2 separate regions of the Danio rerio genome follow, and region 2 is linked to region 1. The links are chromatin contacts, called in public HiChIP or PLAC-seq maps. All regions are on one chromosome and are shown on one strand. Each heading gives the region's core, a stretch centred on a gene start, on an enhancer-like site or on the middle of the called end of the contact. The rest is flanking DNA. Distances are from core to core; before and after follow the strand shown. Region 1 holds the start of atp13a1 (ATPase 13A1). Region 2 holds the start of pet100 (PET100 cytochrome c oxidase chaperone).

Region 1 (7,071 bases), core at 3,208-5,707:
TTTTGTGTGTGTGTGTGTGTGTGTGTGTGTGTGTGTGTGTGTGTGTGTGTGTGTGTGTGTGTGTGTGTGTGGCACTTCTTCAGACTTTTCCATAACCCATTTCTTCCCAGTACTGAGCGTAAATCACCTGTGTTCCTCATCAGACAGAACCCGTCTATGAGGGCTGAGGCGTAGCGTGTGCTGTCGGAAGAAAGTTGTTCATTCATTATCACTTCAAGCTGCAGATTTTGGACATGATAAGAACACACACACGGGTCAGTTCTCACCAACTCCAGAGAGGTCGACGGTCTCGACGCAGGTCAGGAACCGTGAGAGGTGAGACTGACAGGCTTCTGCTGAGCTCTGGTTCTCCTGCAGACAGCGCTCGAACACAGAGAACTCACTCCCACAGTCTGAGCGGATCTTCCTGATCACCGGGCTGCAGCAACAAACAACAACAACGTCACAAACAGACTGATTTACACATTCAACTGGGTAAATAAACTGCTTAGTTCCTGATTTAGCTTTTCTGTCAGACACTGTAGGGAAAACTGTCATGTGAGCTTTTAGGAATTTTATTCAGAAACATGTTTGTGTTTCTGAAGTAGATATGGGTTAAAGATGTGGCGTGGAGCATAAATGTTTATGTAATTATTAAAATACATAGTTATTCTGAGTTCTACTCATTTAAAAAATAAAAATAACAAATCTATCTATCTATCTATCTATCTATCTATCTATCTATCTATCTATCTTTACAGTGATGCTCAGCATACACCGTTGGAAGTCAGAATTATTAGCCCGCCTGTTTATTTTGTCCCCCAATTTCTGTTTAACGGAGAGAAGATTTTTTCAACACATTTCTAAACATAATAGTATTAATAACTCATCTTTAATAACTGATTTATTTTATCTTTGTCTTGATGAAAGTTAATAATATTTGACTAGATATTTTTCAAGACACTTCTATACAGCTTAAAGGCTTACATTTAAAGGCTTAAATGGGTTAATTATGTTAACTAGCAGGTTAGGGTAATCTGGCAAGTTATTGTATAATGATGGTTTGTTCTGGAGACTACCTTTTTTTCTAGCCGAAATAAAACAAACAAGACTTTCTCCAAATGAAAAAAATATTATCAGACATGCTGTGAAAATTTCTTTGCTCCGTTAAAGATCGTTTGGGAAATATTTAAAAAAGAAAAAATAATTCAAAAGGGGGATTAATAATTCTGACTTCAAATGTATAAGTATACCCTTCACAAATCCTTCATTGAAATTAATATTTTTTATTGGAAGCTATCTATTTTATAATATATAAACAATATTATATTTGTGCAAATGCATTAGTTTGGTGAACACTGAAGCCAAATGGAGATATCTAACAAAATAGTTTACAATAACAGTCAAAAAATTAGTAGCTCCAATTTATGCTTGGGAAAAATATCAAGAACCTTTATTGAGGGGGCTAATAATTCTGACTTCAACTGTATATAGTATATCATCTTTGCTTCAAGTTACAAAAAAACTAGCGAGGCATTTCTAATGCAGCGTCTATGGAACAGGATAGTACATTTGACATTATTTTCTCCTTTGGCTGCCATCATCAGTCTCGCACTACTTTTTTCCCATTTCTGAAAGACCTGATAACATCATTGCGGAGATTTTCTTTTATTATTTGAGCAAATGGGATTGTAAAAAATTATTTGTGGTATTCTCCCTTTTACTATGACAACTTCCGCTACTAAGAAACCCGGAAATGTGAAAGGGTCTATTTTTTCTTTTTGTAAATTTTCTTTCTTTTTGTCTATAATTTTTTTCCAATATTTTGCTTGAATTTTAATGTATTATCTTTCAATTTCTAAAGATGTTTGGCAACTCATGAGTAGGCCCACCCAGAATCTGTGCGTGCATAAATCTGGAGATTTTCCGCAGATAATTGCAGTAATATTATTGACTAATGTAAAAATGTATGTACAATGCAGTTTGCACAGTATTATTTTCTGTCTTTAACTAGATATATTATATGACAAACTTGCTTTATTTACCAAACAAAGTTAATCTAATTGGAATTGCATTTTAAACATTAAATAAAAGTTAAAAAATATATTATTTTTTTAATTCATTTAAAAGGTTTTAGTTATGATACTCCCAAAATAATTCCGCTGAAATCCGCAGACTTTTACCTAAATTCTCTGCAGAAATGGCAAAAAAAAAGATTTGGTCTGGCCCTACTCATGAGATGTTCGGTGGATAAAAATATGAAATTTCTAACTGGGGTGTACTTATGCTGAGCACTGTATATATATATAATCTTTTTTTCACTATTATTAACATTTTTAGCATGTCACACGTTTTGTATGTGGGGGGAAATGTATTTAATGCATAATTGCATGTTTAATTTATTTATTTTGATGTTTAAAAAGCATTATTAATGTAAAGATTTGTGACATAAAATATGCTGTTTTCTACTTAATATTTAATATTTCATACCCAGCAACGTATGAATAAAACATACACAAATAGCCAAAACATTGTACATTTAATATTTTATTTAACCTAATACAACTTTAAGAAATGAAAACTAAAATATATTAAATAATTTGCAACATTCTGTCTCAGATTTTACCTTCACTAGCACAGCTGTCAGACTGATAAAGAAGAACATTAAATATTATTATGGTTTTTGGCATTTTCATCCTGTGTGGTGGAATAAACCGTGTGCGGTCATCATAAAACAACAGACAACAAAGCTGAAAACAAATAAATTTCTTTGTTCTTCGAACCCCAAACATTATAATATGAATATATGTATAAGTGTGTGTGTGTGTGTTACTTCAGCTTTGTTGCCTTATGAAAACTATTATAATTTAAAGGTTGAACAATTACTTTATTTTAAACTGAAAGCTTGAGACTGAAAGCATGATGCTGCTGGTGATGAACAGTACGTATGTGATGTGCACATCCGTGATGTGTGTGTTTCTTCAGCTTTGTGGTCTAGTTTTATGATGTCTTCTGTGACTAAGAATTATTAAACAATCAGTAATGAGAACTATTATGATGACAATATTCATTCATGAGGTGAACTATCACTTTATTCCAAACTGAAAGCTTGAGTCTGAAAGCCTGCTGCTGCTGCTGATGTTCAGCATGTATGTGATGTGTGTCTGTCTGTGCACATACTGTGAGGATGTGCAGTGCGCGACCCTCAGCTTCAGCTCCTGACATTTCTCCTGCCAGGATGTGGGATTGGATACCACGCATCCGCCGTACTCCTCCAGCTCCTTCTGGCAGAATTTGGTCGTGATGGCCATTGCTGCTTCCCTGACAGTAAAAGAGATTTTATTACGCTATATTACATGCAGACTACAATACGACATCAACAGCGGTCAAGAACAAACAGCACGACCGTATAAACATTGCGGTTCATGTAATGCTAGTTCATTTAGCTAATAAAGTTTAGCTTGGTCTCTGGCTTTTGTAGTCGTGTTGAAGCGTAAAGAAGGATAGATTTATCACACATCATGTCGAATAAGCGATTAAACACACAGCTGTAGGTCACAGCTGTTTACTCACATGTTGAACTCCTTTGATTTTCAGCCGCTTCTAGTAGTGAATGAATGAAGGTTAAGCCGAATATCACGCACGCACATGTTCAGGGAAACGTCCACGCTCCCGCCGGAGGAATGTGATTGGTCCATTTTTACACTTACCGTGGTCCTATTGGTGGTTTCTGTTGGGAGGTTGAAAGAATGGGCGTGACTTTAATAAATTAATTTATCTTTGCACTTAATTTTTTTCGTCACTTTTATGCGCTTATGGGGACCGTGGAAATGTATGAAAAAAGTTTACAAACTTAGATAATAACAAATAAATGTATAAATAAATGTACAAATGAATATTTAATATATATAAATGTTTAATGCATAAAAATATAAAATAAATCATAAATTAATAAGATTAATAATTAACATACAAACAATTTATTAAGATAAGTAAAACCATGCAATAAAACAAAGAAACAGATACAAATTTGATTGCAAGCTAATAAATGCATTAATAATTTTAAACGAACAAATAAAAAATATTACATAATTCATAAATATGTAAATGTATTAATATATAACTTATAAGTGTTTCATATTAATATATTAAATTTTTTTAAACATTATTAAAATAAACAAATAAATTCGTAAATAAATGAATAGAGTTCTGTAATGACTACAAATAAATGCAATGTAACTAAGAGAAGTACATATTCACAAATAATTATAGATAAATGTCGCATTTATTTTTTCATGGTATAATTTAGATAAAAAATGTGCACAAATTTGTGTATCCACTGGTGTTTATTTATATTTTGACATGTCATAAATAAATAAAAAATCTTAAAATCATTTCGAAAAAAATTTCCAGGCAACGACATGGACCGGATACTGCGTCACCGGCGTACGTGCTTGCGTACGCGGAAGCTGTCGTGTGTGTGTCTGAAATTTTTCAGAAATCTGTGGAGTGGGCAGACAACAGGCCGGTGCAAAGCTGCCTTTTTACCACCCGCGCCTGCAAGGAGGAGGTGGAGAGTAGGAGGAAGAATGGATGAAGCTAAAAAGGGGGCAAATATGGCCGCAGACGGCGTTGATGGGCCGGCGGGGACGCGGACGCGCGCGCCGAGCGACGACCTGGTGAGAGCAGTGTCTCTCCACAGCCGCAGGCCACGCGTGCTGCACGGGACGGTCTTCCCGTTCCTCATCCTCTACCCGGCCTGTTTATATACGTGGTTTGGTGTTTACGGGGCAGCGGAGTACGTTGAGGCCGGACTGCTGGCTCTCGCAGCTCTCGGGATCGCGCACGTCCTGACGGTGCTTTCTGGATACTGGTCCGTGCACGCGCACTGCCTGCTCACCTGCTCGAAGGTGAAAATGACAAATAAAACATGTTTGCTTTATGTAAACGTTAAACAGAAACGGTGTTTTGACGGAATTACACATTTTTAGTGATTGGTTTTATTTACGGGTCTGTTTCGGTGATAATGTCTAACATATGTTTGGCAGATTCTCAATGTAAAAGTTGACTGTGATTATGAAATTATGTCTCTAACAGGAGTCTGATCCAGCCAAAGCCACATTTGCAAAAGTTATACCAACACCCAATAATGGCTCAGCAGAATTAGTGCCTCTTCTGAGGGATAAGGTGAGATAATAAGCTAATTTGTTACGGAAAACGATCCACTGTATCTTGTGTTAGTAATATTTAATGTTCTTTAATGTTTTATTTTAGGGGTTTTTCTGGCACCAAATGAGATACATCTTTAAGTTACCTGCAATTTGTCTTGTATACAAAGATAGAAATATTTGAAATAATATAATGTTACGTTTATGTAAGGATGGAATGGATGTGTTTAAAATCTCAGTCATGGGATGCAGACTTATGCCCTTGTTTATTTAGACAATTATACAAATATATGTTAAAACTATGTATATACAAATTGATAATAGGAACTAAGTATCTCATAAGTCATTATGAAAGTGTTTGTGAAAGTGACATTGCAATATTTTATTATCTGCGATATATATTGTGATGTATATAATAAAATACATTGGGATATAAATTCACCAAATGACCTTAATTACTTTTTTTGCAAAGACTTTAGATTGATTGGGATGATTTTATAGGGGAGTGAAATATAAATATATTTTATGTAATTTATTATATACATACAGTACAATTAACAAAATACAGTCATAAACACAATGGAGCAAGTATTAAAGTGAAATAAACAGTGATTTATGGTTTAACAGTATTCGGTTAAGGAAATTGAATAATCAGATGTAAATTAACAATGCATAGACTTCATCATATAAATTGTTCAATAAAAGGAATCTTTATTAAACTCTTTATTAAACTGCTCTATTAAAATGCTTACATAGTCACAGGCCTTAAAAACACGTGAGGATAATTAACTTTTACTCTATTATGCTTAACTTCTGCAGAGTCTTCACAAATCTCATGTGTTTTGACCTGTGGTTCCTGGTCCTCTATAATCCTAACTCAACATTACATATGTTGCGATGTGACTATTGCGGACGTACACATTGTGATATCGATGCTCAAACGATATATTGTGCAGCACAAATTTTTTACCTTTTTTTTTTTTTGTTTTGTTTCATTAACAAGAATCTGTATGTACAGATTCATTATAAATTATAAAACAAAATCCCTTCACATTTCTTAACAAGGATTCAATAAGAAAAGAGAAAAATAAACAAAAAGCGATAATAAAAAAAGGGAAGAGGGTACATAATTATCAAATTCCATACAAATATATTATACATGTGGTTTTTTTTGTGATTTGTTTTTTAAATTTAGTTAACAAAAGTTATTAAATGCACTTTTAGTACAGAAATGCATGTATACATTAGGCATGGGACGATAACCGGTTTCAAGATTTACCGTGGTTTGGAAAAGTCAGCTTTTTATAACCGCTTACATTTTCTGTTATATCGTTCCTAAGGTATATGTAAGGTTTTTTTAATGTGCTTTTCTAAAATGTGCTGTAAAGAAATCTGTGTTTTTGAAACTAATGAAGACAGCAGAAGTCAATGATTTAAGTTTATTATTTAGCCTGACATGTTTACTGTTACAATTTATGAAAAATATAATAATAAAGTGGAATAAAGTTGTTTTTTACCCAGACATTTAAAAAGAACTTTTTTTAGAACAGTAATCACAATACCATGAAACTGTGGTATTTTTATCCAAGGTTATTATAATGTCTGAAACTTATACTGGGCCATGGCTTATATACATGATTGTAGATCATACGAGATCAAAAACCGTTTCCTATTTTCTCTTGGTAGGATGAGGATGGAGCAGAAATCCTGTCCTTTGAGTTCCAGAAGATCTGTTATGTGTACGACGGCGAGGAGAAGAAGCAGTTTCTGCCGGTGGCGTTTCCCATCAGCTTTCCCATGAGCCATTTCCAGAACTGGAGAGGCTATCAGGAGGAGGTTCAGTTGCGGGCCGCGGAGAAGCGATATGGCACCAACCGTGCAGAAATGGTGGTGCCGGACTTCCTGGAGCTCTTCAAGGAGAGAG
Region 2 (7,071 bases), core at 3,081-5,580, 330 kb after region 1:
GCAAGGGGGGCGGGGGGCACAATTCGAGACCTTGGCGGGTCCTCTGAGTTTTCTCTTATAGTGTTTTCTCCAGTGCCTGTATTGTATTGCGATTCTAGTTGGCATATATTACGTTTGGGGTGGGGCGGGGGCGGGGCGCGGTCAATAAGCGGAGTGGGGGGGTGGTTTGGGGGACCGAGAGAGCTTGTGTTTAAAAGACAAAAAAAGGAAAGTAAACGTTTTATATTTTACCCATTTACAATATTCAGGTTTAAATCTAGTTTTAGCTGGACTTCTTAAGTATACACCGAACAACTAGTTTTTCCTTTTCTCAAAACTGCTAAGAGGATGTTCGATTATCATCATCATCATCACTGCGTGACTGTGTGTGTGAGTGCATGTGTGTGTGTGTCCTTGGTTTATGTGGCTGGGGAAGGGTGGTTTTACCCGGAGGTTTCAATCGCAAAAACACTTCATTTAAACCATGATGTTGCTTTGCAGATTCATTTTTTTTTTTCATCATCGTTGTTGTTGTTGTTGTTTCTTCCTCATGAAGTCCACTTATATAGCTCTCTTTTACTTTGGTTAATTTGGTCTGTAAAAGTTCAAAGAAGAGAAACACTTCATTCCTGCGAGCCTTTAAATGTATTTTCTTTTCCATGGTAACAGTTGGACATTATGTGCCATAGATTTCGGATTCTCCGGAGAATGTGCTGACCTGCAGCTCAGCAGAGAGTTTGCTTTATTCAGGTATTTTGTTATTTTCTTTTCTTTTGTTTTGTTTTTTGGTTTTTATTAATATTATTATTTTTTTTTTGTTCAGTTTTTTTGGGGGTTTGTTTAACATTTTCCTCGATTACTGTTTTGGTATGTGCGTGGGCTATCGAGGTCAATGGTTCAATCTGTTATGATCATGAAATAAACTCATCTCTTTTATAGAAAATTAAAATGAAAGAAAAAAAAAATGAGCCCGTCTCGTTTATAATTTATCCGCTTTAAACACGCTCCACCTGTTATTGTGTTTTCAGATTGGTTTGACGTGTTGGAAATAGATGAGATGTGTGCTTTCATAAGCGATATTGCTCATTAAAGAGGTTGTGGTACTGTTCGGCACCTTATTAAAGCTCAGGGGGGAACATTGGCCACCAAAGGACGTTGCATCATATTTCACACAAAGTCAAGATTTAGTTTTTCACTGAGAAGGCAGCTGGTTTTTTATGACAAATTCAGTTTCTGTGGTTCATGTGTGCTTTTTTCATTATAGGACCTTGAGCTCTGCTCCAACTTCAGATGATTACAAGTGATCAAAGTTATTTTTTGACCAAGTAGTGTAAATCTAGATGGATGGATGGATGGATATAGATAGATGAATGAATAGATGGATAGATAGATAGATAGATAGAGAGAGAGAGAGAGAGAGAGAGAGGGAGGGATGGATGGATTGATGGATGGATAGGTGGTTTGATAGATAATTAGATGGTATGATAGATAAATAGAAGGATGGATGGACAGATGGATGATTGGATGGATGATTGGATGGGTGGATAGGTGGAAGATAGATAGATAGATAGATAGATAGATAGATAGATAGATAGATAGATAGATAGATAGATAGATAGATAGATAGATAGATAGATAGATAGATAGATAGATAGATGGATGCATGGATGGATGGATAGGTGGATGGGTGAATAAATGCATGGATGGATGGATATATGTATGATTGGTTGGATCGATTGATCGATAAATGGAAAGGTGGTGGATTGATGAATGGATAAATGTATGATTAGATGGATGGGTGGATTTATGATTAATTGGATGGATCGATTGATAAATGGATAGGTGGATGGATAAATGGATGGATGGATGGATGGATGGACAGATAGTTGGATGATAGATAGATAGATAGATAGATAGATAGATAGATAGATAGATAGATAGATAGATAGATAGATAGATAGATAGATAGATAGATGGATGGATGGATGGATCATTTGATGAATAGACAGGTGGATGGTTAAATTGATGCATGGATGGATGGATGGATGGATGGGTGGATGATACATGGATGGATCGATAGATGGAAAGGTGGATGGATGATTGATAGATGTATGATTGGATGGATGATTGGATGGGTGGATGGTTAAGTTGATGCATGAATGGACGGATGATTGGATGGATGGATCGGTGGATGATACATGGATGGATGGATGATAGATGGATACATGGATGGATAAATAGATGGGTGGATCAGTAATTTCTCTTGATAATGGTGCCAGTTAAAGTATTTGTTTTCCTATTACTGCATGCATTAAGATTTATTTAAATAACAAAAACTGAAAAAATAGAATAAAAACAAAACTGCAGAGTGAATTTTCAACATGTGAAGTTTCCAGAAGAGATCAAAGACCTGTAATGCACAAAGACTAAAAATAATTACAGAAAATGTGTAAAAACAGCTATTTGACACATCTTAGCATAAAATAAAAACATTGTGAGTTCATATCTCAGAATAAACTAGGGCTTTATTGTGCCATTCATATTAGATAATTGTCAGAATTGACTTTTAACATTATAAAACGTATGAACACACAACTGTGTTTAGTCATAATCTACAGTCACAACTAGAGTCGGTATTGCGAGAAATAGTTGCTGTTCTGAAGGGAAAAAAAAGTCAAAATTGCAATAGGAATGCCTATGATCTGTCAACCGCAAAACAGCAGCAATTTTGAAGTAAGTGTTTGTTAACATTAATAATGACAGAATTATATTTTTATTTACTTTTTAAAATTCATTTATTTAGGTGAACTATCCCCTTCAATCGTCCTCCAAATAGAAAATATCTTACAATAAGTGTGACTATATAGTTATTTTCATCTATTTTTGGGGGACTAAAACCGGTTATTGCTAGATCAGATATGATTGTGGCCGGAAGTTAACTAGAATTATTTTTATTAATTATTAAATCTCCCATTAATTGTATTTTATTAACGTCTACCCCAACCATCACAGCAATGTAAAACCCTTTACAGTGTTATTTATGGTATTTAATAATTTACCCAATAAATTGTATTTTATCAGTCTACCCACTGTCACAGTACTGTAAAATGATTGATTAATGTTATATAGTGTTTAATAATGATGCTATATTGGTGTACATATCTGCAGCTGTATTCTAACATGACTCGAATGCGCACAGACATTATGGTTACTTGTCAACTTGAGGACCTATATGGTAAATTCTAGATAGGATACAGCGGTGTATACGCACATCAATACAGCATAATTTTTATGACACTGTATAACACTAATTAATATTTTACATTACTGTGATGGTTGAGTTTAGGGTTGGGGTGGAGCTAGACGTTAATAAAATACAATTTATTGGGTAATTTAATAAATTATATGAAGAATATTGTTTATAATAACAGTTTTTTACAGTACTGTGATGGATGGGTTTAGGGTAGACGTTAATAAAATACAATTAATGGTAAATTGAATAAATAATACAAATAATTCTCGTTAACTACGCAATGAGTATCTGATCTGTCATCTAGCAACAACCAACCTAAATCGAGGTCCCCACAGGCAAGCCAAACAGAATAGAGTGAATAATATAAGTGCAAATGATTTCCTGTGAGGGTTTGCTTTAGGGGTATGGGGATAAAATAAACATCATTACGTCTATGAGAGTCCTCACCGGGATTAAATAGCAAGTGAGAGTCTCTCTCGGTGCGTATGAGGGATGTGTGATGCAAAGTTGCAGCGTGTTTTCATCATGCTCGTGCACCTGTGTCCGCTCAGCGATTGCACGCGCTTTCATAAGCCTGCAGCCGGATGACGTCACCGCTAAGATCTATTGGAGAAGCAACTCGAGTTTGGACGGTCGGTTACAGTAAATCAACGGACATATCTGTTAATAAATACCAACCCTCAGCAAAGTTAAATATTAATGATAATAAAAATAAAGATTTGCTGATAATGTAGCTGTGACTATTGCTTGATACGGTTGCGGCCGCGGAAGTTAGCGAGAATTATTTATATTATTTATAAAATTTCCCATTAATTGTATTTTATTATAACGTCTACCCCAACACTAAACTCAACCGTCACAGTAATGTAAAATTGCTATTTTCACCGAGCGCTGTTCACTAAGCTACGCAGTAAATTGTATTTTTTACGTCTATCCCCACCAAAACCCTTAACCTACCGTCACAGTACTGTAAAACTATTAATTATTGTAAAATAGCGTCACGAAAAATGATGCTGCATTAATGTGCGTATCCGCAGCTGTATCCTATCAAGACTTTTCCCTGATTCAGATATACTGTATACGTACATAGACGTGCGTATTCCGAACCTTTATTTTGACATATTCTGGAACAGGAAGTGCCTGAATGTGTGATTGTCAAGCTGTAGGACATGGGGGTTAAAATTGAGATTTTTAGGGTGAGTTTGACGTTTTATTTATGCTTGAAGGCTGATAATGTTCTTCTAAAACTATATGAACTTATATTAATGCAGCTTTTGGGAAATAAACGACGAACTGAAGCTGTAAATGTCCTGCTTTGCTAAACACAGAGGGCACTGCGCGTTCATGTGAATATCTATATTCATGTATTAATATTTATTCTTAATTATTATTATTTTCCCCACACAGATGATGGTGTATTTGTCGTTTCCAGTGGCGATGTTTTGGATTTCAAACCAAGCCGAGTATTTTGAGGAATATATCGTGAAGAGAAAGGTTGGTTATTAGTCAGAGTTAATGAAGTGATGTTATAACTTACATTTTTTGACAAGGTTTTATGATCGTTTCACGTTTTCAAACTTTGAAATGTTTCATATTTACTATTTTCTCCACAAATAAGTTATCTAAATGATAAAATACTTAACGTACATGACATTTTGCAGTTAGTATATAAAGTAAAAAACAAATAATATTTGAAGAGTTCAGATGCAAAAACCTCTAAGTGCCATCTGAAATTGAAGATTTTTCTCATCCTCCTTTGTTTATGTTGTGTTATTTTACTTTAAAGACCGTATTATTTGCTGTAAAAGTGGCATTACTGAACCTACCCACATGAGCCTGATAAAAATGCTCATTTTAGAAGAGAATGTCAGATGTAATTTAGAGGTTTTTGCATCTGAACTCTTCATATGTTCATTTTTCAAAGCATGTTTTTAATGCAAATCCTGAGAACTGAAAATAACTTTGAAGAGGACTTTTAATTTGTTTCCAACCCAACATTAATATTACATTATATATTATACAATAATAACATTATACCTTTTGTTTGATGCATGATTTTTACTATTGACTTCATATATATATGGTTATTTAGCTGTTTTATTTTTGTTTTTATATTGCGTGATCATATTATTATGTGACATATTTTTTAGAGGGAGATCTTCCCGCCTGATGAGAAACTGCAGGTATGTATTCTCTCTTTCATTTGCAAGCTTTTAGATGTAAACAAACTTTCACATTGGGGGTTTGTGTAAATAAACAGATCATTTAGTAGATAATGTATTGCGTAAAATTAATATCTACTGTATTTGTTTATGAGTCCAAAGGTAATTTTAGTGGCTTTCATTGTGTTCTAAATAGCTCGAAAAAAATAAAGTAGCAAAATATGGGTGAAATAATGTTTTTTTTTTTAATGCATATTCTGACTAGCGATAGATAGATAGATAGATAGATAGATAGATAGATAGATAGATAGATAGATAGATAGATAGATAGATAGATAGATAGATAGATAGGTAGATAGATAGACAGATAGATAGACAGACTGATAGATAGATAGATAGATAGATAGATAGATAGACAGATAGACAGACTGATAGATAGATAGATAGATAGATAGATAGATAGACAGACAGACAGACAGACAGACAGACTGACTGACTGACTGACTGACAGGTAGGTAGGTAGGTAGGTAGGTAGGTAGATAGATAGACAGACAGACTGATAGATAGATAGATAGATAGATAGATAGATAGATAGATAGATAGATAGATAGATAGAGAGACAGATAGACAGACTGATCAATAGATAGATAGACAGATAGACAGACTGATAGATAGACAGACAGACAGACAGACAGACAGACAGACAGACAGACAGATAGATAGATAGACAGACAGACAGACAGACAGATAGATAGATAGATAGATAGATAGATAGATAGATAGATAGATAGATAGACAAATAGACAGACTGATAGATAGATAGATAGATAGATAGATAGATAGATAGATAGATAGATAGATAGATAGATAGATAGATAGACAGATAGACAGACTGAGATAGATAGATAGATAGATAGATAGACAGACTGATAAATAGACAGATAGACAGATAGATAGATAGACAGATAGACAGATAGACAGATAGACAGATAGACAGATAGATAGATAGACAGATAGACAGATAGATAGATAGATAGATAGATAGATAGATCGATAGACAGAAAGACAGACTGATAAATTGATAGACAGAAAGACAGACTGATAAATTGATAGACAGAAAGACAGACTGATAAATTGATAGACAGAAAGACAGACTGATAAATAAATAGATAGATGGACGGACGGACGGACGGACGGACGGATGGATGGACGGACATGTGTCCTGGAGAGTTTAGCTCCAACCCTAATTAAACACACCTGAACCAGCTAATCAAGCTCTTACTATGTATACTAGAAACTTTTAGGCAGGTGTGTTGAAGCAAGTTGGAGCTAAAGTCAGCCGGACACCGGCCCTCCAGGACTGACTTTGGACACCCCTGGGTTAAGTAGTATTTTGGAGCTATGTTGTGATATTTAAATGGAGTTTATTCATATGTTGTCATATAATTCTGGTTTAAAAAAAAGACCTGACAAGATTTTGTGGTTTTCGGTATGTAAATGGTTATTACACTAAATTACATTTGGTCACACTTTATTCTGATGATCCGTTTGTTGAATTTAACTTGCATTGCATCACCATGCCAACTAATTCTCATTAGATTATAAGTAGACTGTTTGGTTAGGGTTAGTGTTAGTTGACATGTACGTGCAAAGTTTCTTATAATCAGTTAAATGTCT

What was found. HiChIP or PLAC-seq counts read pairs in DNA pulled down with a chosen protein or histone mark.
Region 2: an H3K4me3 HiChIP or PLAC-seq map of embryo shows a contact between it and region 1, with 4 times the contacts expected there. The contact joins the promoter of pet100 here to the promoter of atp13a1 in region 1. A contact is called at or near these places in 2 of 4 datasets of contacts at active chromatin or transcription factors (embryo and gastrula embryo).

The regions. Positions count from the first base shown.
Region 1 is chr3:55,431,374-55,438,444 of GRCz12tu, forward strand. It overlaps atp13a1 (ATPase 13A1), which reads left to right and starts at 4,458. Exons shown (of 25, transcript NM_001001403.2): 1 at 4,458-4,889; 2 at 5,077-5,166; 3 at 6,834-7,071. The coding sequence starts at 4,569. chchd5 (coiled-coil-helix-coiled-coil-helix domain containing 5) reads right to left here and starts at 3,653. Exons shown (of 4, transcript XM_001334662.9): 1 at 3,553-3,653; 2 at 3,160-3,300; 3 at 267-418; 4 at 12-180. The coding sequence starts at 3,554. The coding sequence ends at 155.
Region 2 is chr3:55,761,764-55,768,834 of GRCz12tu, forward strand. pet100 (PET100 cytochrome c oxidase chaperone) reads left to right here and starts at 4,331. Exons shown (of 4, transcript NM_001303057.1): 1 at 4,331-4,428; 2 at 4,640-4,726; 3 at 5,383-5,415. The coding sequence starts at 4,402. It also overlaps a transcript of brd4 not described here.